Linked DNA regions of Mus musculus: region 1 is linked to region 2. The links are chromatin contacts, called in public Hi-C maps. All regions are on one chromosome and are shown on one strand. Each heading gives the region's core, a stretch centred on a gene start, on an enhancer-like site or on the middle of the called end of the contact. The rest is flanking DNA. Distances are from core to core; before and after follow the strand shown. Region 1 holds the start of Adtrp (androgen dependent TFPI regulating protein). Region 2 overlaps Adtrp (androgen dependent TFPI regulating protein).

Region 1 (3,784 bases), core at 1,174-3,673, 43 kb after region 2:
GATTAGTGGAGCAGATTGTGCTGTTATGTTGAAATCACACTTTTCGAAGTGCCTACTCCGCTGATTTCTACAGCCAGGTTGCTTTGAGGGCAACAGGACTGGTCTCCAAACACAGTGAGGACATATTTCTCCCTGCTTACACTCGAATGTCAACACGTGCTCCTAGAAATAGGACCCCAGATGCTGCACTGATGAAACAAAGAATTATTTTATGAACTAGCAATAAAGTAATATCTCAGATGTCTCAAAAACCTACAGCAATTTTTTTTTTTTTTTTTTTTTTGGTTTTTCGAGACAGGGTTTCTCTGTATAGCCCTGGCTGTCCTGGAACTCACTTTGTAGACCAGGCTGGCCTCGAACTCAGAGATCCACCTGCCTCTGCCTCCCGAGTGCTGGGATTAAAGGCGTGGGCCACTATGCCCGGCATCCTACAGCAATTTTTAAGCACCCACCAGCTTCATTTCTCCTGAGAGAAATGATCTTTTACAGAGTTCACGTGTGTAATTGGTCAGTGAGTTCAGGTTCTTTCTCGTTGTTCTCAGTCATTTGTGTGCTGTAACCAATAGAGTGAGTTGGTTTCTTCTGACCACATTGTGAACATCTAGCACATGCACAACTGTGTGCTGTTTCTCTCCCACACACTGCCTGCAGCCTGTGCTATGAAGGTCCCAGCATCAAGAACAGGGCGTCAGGAGGCTGCTTTCATGTGAACAGAAGATCTTCTCTCTTAATTTTAATAATACATATCCTCGAGTATAAATCTGTATTTGCTTTTTATTGAAACCTGGCAAAGGATCCGGGAGATGGTCCTAACTAAACCATATCCACAGGGCACCTAACCCAGCATCCCCGAGGTCTGCTGTGTACCTTCCATAAGAAATCCTAAAAGCAAGGGCAGTCTTAAACATCATGTCATGATGGCGCCTCTTGGTCCTGCCTCCGGCTGTTCTCCCATATCCCTCCATCTCAGAAGCAATCTCACTCCTTCTGAGGCTAGGAGCATAGACTCTGATCCAAGCACATTCTCCCGGTGCTCTGCAGGTATCTATGGGCTAATTCCATCCCCAGTGAAGAACCCAAAGAATTGTTATGCGTGTGGCAGATAGGCACCAAGCATGTCTAACTGTCATGATAGAGCCAAAGGCAGTTTACCATTGGGGGCGGGGGGAGGGGCAGTGTGACCTTCTCTACCCTGCTCTATGCTCCCAGATGGATCACACATCACTAAAAGACCAAACATCACAGCATATAAGACGACCTGAGGTCTTGGAAATCAGGCAGACTTGGCTGCACATTTAACTCTGTCTCAGAATCTTCCCATCAGAAGGAAGGACATACATTACAGTTGCATCTCTAGGCTTTGCACAGAAGGAAGACGAGGAAAGGGCATTTTCTGTACTTCTGAGCATCCGACTTTCCATGGGTAACTCATTCTGTGTGCCTGGGGACTGGAGTTGCAACTCTGGATGGGCCAGTTGCTCTCAAGCACAGCTAGTATGGGTGCATGCCAAGGCTGCTTGTGAAAGGAAGGACACACCCCAAGTGCTTTGATCAGCATGAGTTAGGTCTTCCAGAACGGTTGGTCACTTTGCAGCCGAGCCTGCCATACAAGGGATATTTTTCCAGGGCCCTCTTCAGTACCACAAGTTCAATGTTGGTTGGCTACTGAGCTGCTGACTTCAAGTGGGGGGTTGGAGAAAGTTTAGGTGGACGAGGAAAGGAGTGGTGCCCAGGCAGGACATTGGAGAGGGTTTTGAAAGCACCCCACTGCCACCTGTGACTCTACAGTTTTTAATCTTCCACTTGTGAATCCCAGTCTGCCTTGGCTCTTTCTTAAAGGAACCAGGAAGCATCATCTAGCCAGAGGTTTGTTACTTGATACCTGTAGCCAGCTGGAGAATCTTTGGGATAATGAGCCGAAAAGATTCCTGATGTAATGCTTAATTGAAGGTAGGGAACAGAAGATGAAAGAAATTCTGCCCTTCCATCCAACTTATCTAGTGGGCAGGAACATACTCCGGCACCTTTTCCCAATCTTCCCAAAGCAGTTAGTTGCATTAAATCTTCTCATGGAATCTCACACTTGAACTATATCTGAGCAGACATCTGGTAGTGATTTATTGGCACATCGGAACGTTCAGAAAAATCAAGATAGTGTCTTAGGAAGCTACACAAAATCTACCTCCCTCCCCACTCTCTTCAAAGTCTCACCCCCCCACCCCCCACCCCCACCCCCAGCGACTGTTCACCTGCATGGACTTCTGAATCTCACACGTGGCGCTGACACGGAGAACTCACCTTAGCTACCTGGGTCTTCTACCAAGGAAAACGCAGGGAGCTTGAGATCAAGCCAGATTTCTAGTGGCCAGAAAAATTTCCTGGCCCAGATCGCCACCTTACTAAGACACGCTCTGTCTGAAAGATAAGAAGTGTTCGGTGGGAGTGGATGATCAAGGGGCCCCTCCCCTGAACTCACCCAACCCTCTCTGTCCTGGCCCGAGGCCAAGCAGGGAGGAGACACTCTCACGTGCAAGCTATTTCTCTTAAGACCTGGCTTGACCTTGCCGGGGTTCCTTGGGATGGCTCTTGGTGGATTTCAGCCTCATGACTAGGAATGATGAAAGGCCAAGGCCTCCCTCAGGGGCTGGTGGGAACTCATTTCGCTAATGGAAAGGCAAAGCAAGAGATGGGCAGCCCTGGTTTAGAGAGTTGCTTGGCTGCTTCTTTCAAAGGTGAGCAGACAGCATTGCTGACTGATGATGTGGCAGCTAGGACTGCTGGGAAATGTGGGTGTGGCCACTTTTTTTTTTTTTTTTTCTTTTAGTGAATAGGCGTTTAGAGGCAACTCCTTCTAAGGCTGCCACTGTCCTGGACCAGAAACGGTCATTAATTGGGGGATCAAGATAGGGCACAGGAATGTCTGACCACACGAGAGCACGTGTGTAGGTGTGAGTGTGAATAAATCCTACCTTTCGGTCTCTAAGCTTAGAACTGAGTGTCCTTTATTTGAAACCTCTGCTTAACGAGAAGTTACAAGGCCTTTGGAATTTGTTCCACAAAATCACATGAGTCCATTGTCATATTGTCATTTTTTTTCCAAATGCTTTTTTAAAAAGCACCATTATCTTCTATTGTCTCTCAAACAAAATCCAGCATCCTATCCACACATACAAAGAAATCACAGCAAAGCTGCCAAGGTTGGAGTGTGGATGGCTCCCGAGACCTGAACCCTCTTCTGACCCTCCTTCCTATGAGCAGAAATGCTTCACAGCACATGAAGGTACTTTAGTGCCCAAGAACAACACTGAACAAACTCTGGATGGACTGGTCGAGTTGGCAAATCAGTCAGAACTAGGTTTAGATCCTTACTCTGCTGCTATAGGCAGCGAAGCCCCGAGTCATGGGCTCCACTGGCATGATAAAAAAATGACACCAATAATGCAAATGAGCAAGCATGAGCTTAAAAGCTGACACCTTCGCACACCAATGCTCAGAGTACACCAGCCTCTATGGAAAACCGTTTGGCCATTTATAAATGTTAAACATAGAGTTATCCTATGACTAAGCAGTTCCACTCCTAGGAATGACCTAGAGAATTGATACTAGGAATCTAGGCACAAAGTTGCCCAGAAAAAGTGATGGCTCAGAAGATAAGAGCACCAACTGCTCTCCAGATGACCTGGGTTTGATACCCAAGCACCCACAGAAGGCTCACAACTATCTATCAGTCCAGTTCCATGGGATCTGATGTCCTCTGCTAACCTCCAAGGACATCATGCACATG
Region 2 (3,539 bases), core at 181-2,680:
GCAGATCTAGCATCTGATGCCACCCGCATACTACAGTGTGAAGCCTTCACCAGGTACAGCCACTTCATCTTGAGCTTCCCCGTCACTAAGACTGTTGAGCTGAATAAATCCCTTTTCTTTATAAATTGTTTCATCTCCAGTATTCGGTCATAACACGGGCAAATGGACTAGGATGCTAATCAAGAGTTGAAAATGGCCAGAAAACGTTTTTAGAATTTCATGCTACAACGGACTGGAATCAGAGGTGATGTGAAATGGTTGTCCCTGAGCTTATGACTCAAAGATACTTCATATCCTTCAATAGGTGACACATTAAAAATGCATAGCGGCAGAGGGGTGACTGGAGAGATGACTTGGTGGAGAAGTTACTACTGCTAGAGAGTGAGGACCTGCGCTTGAGTCTCCAGAACACTTGTACAAGCTTGGCAGGGGTAGAGCACATCTGTGATCCTAGCATTTTCAGGAGAAGATGGGAGGCAGAGGGAGGAGAACCCTATCTTCAGCACCAACAAGCTGAACAGGAGCCTATAGACGATGCTGAGAACTGATACCGAAGATTTCTGAGCTTTGCAGGTAGATCACAGCACATGTATCCACAGAATTCACAGCAACACACACAGAGAGAAACAGAGAGAGACAGGGAGAAAAGAGACGCGCGCGCGCGCGCACACACACACACACACACACACACACAGACACAGACAGAGAGAGAGAGAACACACAGAGAGAGAACACAGAGAGAGAGAGAACACAGAGAGAGAGAACACACACACAGAGAGAGAGAGAACACACAGAGAGAGAACACAGAGAGAGAGAGAACACAGAGAGAACATACACACAGAGAGAGAGAGAACACAGAGAGAGAAAACACACACACACACAGAGAGAACACAGAGAGAGAAAACACACACACACACACACACACACACACACACAGAGAGAGAGAGAGAGAGAGAGAGAGAGAGAGAGAAAGAAAACAATACCCCTGATGGAACTGGTCAAAGCACACTGAGGATTTATTTCTTGCACTTGTATGCAAATCTGTAAGTATCTGAAAATAGCTTAACTGAGAGCCAGAGAAGGAATAAAGGAAAACCGTGCACACAGTAGGTGTTACATGTTTGCACATAAAGATTGTGCAGGGCAGGGAAACAAGCCCTTCTGTCTAGTAATTGATGTGCCTGGAGGAAAAACTGTATTAAGGATAAAGATGTCGGAGAAAATGTATTTTTACAGTTTCAGGGTCACGAGCTGGACCTAGCTTGTCACAGTTCAGCTTCGGCTTCCTTCCTCTTCTGTTCCCCTGCAAGGTGTTCAGCACGGAGAGTTGGAAGCATTTTAGTTCTGATTCTACGCCCACATTTGTGTCTTTGGGGAGCAGCAGGGCGAGGCATGATGAATCATTACTACTTGGTAGTGGCAAGCAGCTGTGAGGTCACCAGCTGAATATAAGCAAGTGGTCACAAGCGTCATGTTTGTGTAAGAATAGAGTCAAGACTGCTATTTTAAGAATGTCATACAAATAGATTTTTAATCTCTTGTTCTTTTCCCTGGATTTAACATGAGATAAAAATAATGTAGTGTCTCTTCCCGGAATTCCCACTAGGAAAGAGATTTGTGGGTTTCTGAGTTGTCTACCTGGTCTGGTGAGATTTCCCTACTGCAGCTAACTGCCTATGCTAACAAGAGCTCCTAAGTAACCCCATTTAATTTTTTAAAAATCTAATTACTGATACTCATGGACACAAAAAACTCTAAGCTCAAAACCGGTTATCCATCTCCTTTGACTACAAGATAGCCAACCAATGATCAACACCAAGAATACGAGTTCTTAGCATTAAAGCTGTTCAGCACTTACTACCTATGTCTCTCAGCCCCAACTCCAACTTCAAGCATTCCACGTTCTAGAATAGAGATCTACTGAGCAATGCCAGCCTCCCACTCCTTTATTTGATCCCCCTGTTCCTGCCAGATCAAATAGTATCCACTTGGTGTTTTTCTTGGGGTCTCAGGACGCTGTTAAATCAATCTGATCAGTGCCCTTTTAGAAGAGAAGGTTCAGAGGCACCTGCGCACAGGGGAGGTAAAGTAGGATGGATGAGGCCACCTCTTAAGACACTAGTGGGATGCTATGAAAGGTTTCTATTGTTAACAAACCACAGTTCCCTCTAGTGAGCAGGGGCTGGTGGGGGGGGTGGGGGGAGAAGGAAAGAAGGCAAGTAGAAGCTTCTGGAAAAAGCAAAAAGAAAAATTAGGAAGTGACATTATCAACATGTGAGATTGTGGTTCTCAAGATCCAACTTTCTCCTTCCCAGGCCAGGTTCCTTTTCTCTGTCACCACTGTCTCACCTGTGTCATGGCGTCATTGCCAAATTACATAGTACCTTATCTTCTTTACATGGGTGGTCCATGAGGGTTTAAAGACAGTACTGGACCACAGTTTGCTAGCCGCAAGCTTCAATAACATCGCTACCTTTGTCTAGCTGAATGGACAGAATCCCTTATTGTCTTCAGGGTTTAGGAGCTCTGCAAACGGGAGAAAGTATATACAGTAAGAGTGTTGCCATCATAAACCATAGCAACAGAATGATGCCCCTCCCCCCATCAAGATGTCTATACCCCACTTCCTGGAAGCCTTCCTTGGGAGGACTACTTCACATGGTCAAAGGTCTTTGGTGATTGTTAAGAGTCAGATATTTATTATTTGAATGTGCCCCTCAAGGTTTCGTATGGTGGACATTTGGTCCCACGGATGTAGGGGTGGGAAGTGGAGGGACTTTTAAGAGGTGGGGCCTAGAAGGCAGAGGTTCCTGTGTTATTGGCAGTTCTGCCTTTGGGAGAATTAAGGTAGATCTCTCCAGAGCAAGTGGCTATAAAAGCCTAGGCTGACTGCTGACTCTCTCTGTAGCTTCCGGTGGATGATGTCATCTCCTTCTGCACACACATTCATCGTGTTCCATGAAGCTTCACCCAGAGTCTCTGCTATGCTGTTTGGATGTCCAGTCTCCCAAACTGTGTGTTAAACAAACCTCTTCTTAAAAAAGCAGCTCACCTCAGGGATTCTTCAGTCCCTCCTTACATTGAAAAATCAAATGTCTTGTTCATCATTTCGTTTATGATCTAAAAGGTATGGAGTTGCTAAGCATGATGTCTGTATTTATTCCTTCTTTCTTTCTTTCTTTCTTTCTTTCTTTCTTTCTTTCTTTCTTTCTTCCTTTCTTTTTTTTTTTTATTTATTTTTTTTTTTTTTTTGGTTTTTCAAGACAGGATTTCTCTGTGTAGCCCTGGCTGTCCTGGAACTCACTTTGGAGACCAGGCTGGCCTCGAACTCAAAAATCCACCTGCCTCTGCCTCCAAAGTGCTGGGATTAAAGGTGTGCGCCACCACGCCTGGCTACAAAGTCTGTATCCCAGCACTCGGGAGGCAGAGGCAGGCAGATTTCTGAGTTCGAGGCCAGCCTGGTCTCCAAAGTGAGTTCCAGGACAGCCAGGACTATACAGAGAAACCCTGTCTCAAAAAACCGAAATAAATAAATAAAT

The links. Hi-C and Micro-C count contacts between places; a contact is called where the count stands out from the background.
Region 1: a Hi-C map of epidermal suprabasal cells shows a contact between it and region 2, with 2.0 times the contacts expected there. The contact joins the promoter of Adtrp here to the enhancer-like site in region 2. A contact is called at or near these places in 1 of 39 promoter capture datasets (macrophages), 4 of 484 Hi-C or Micro-C datasets (epidermal suprabasal cells, liver and nephron progenitors), 3 of 115 datasets of contacts at active chromatin or transcription factors (double positive thymocytes, embryonic fibroblasts and embryonic stem cells) and 4 of 9 other capture datasets (adipose tissue, embryonic stem cells, liver and 1 more).

What each region holds. Positions count from the first base shown.
Region 1 is chr13:41,845,193-41,848,976 of GRCm38.p6, forward strand. Adtrp (androgen dependent TFPI regulating protein) reads right to left here and starts at 2,424. Exons shown (of 7, transcript NM_001145875.1): 1 at 2,299-2,424.
Region 2 is chr13:41,802,726-41,806,264 of GRCm38.p6, forward strand. The region is part of intron 4 of Adtrp (androgen dependent TFPI regulating protein); the gene reads right to left. Among named protein-coding and RNA genes, the nearest start is that of Adtrp, 43 kb to the right of the region's middle. Within about 2 kb of position 1,431, at least 56 of the 459 cell types and tissues checked have an H3K27ac peak or open chromatin away from gene starts, as enhancers often do. A contact at or near this core is called in epidermal suprabasal cells and macrophages, where this site is marked.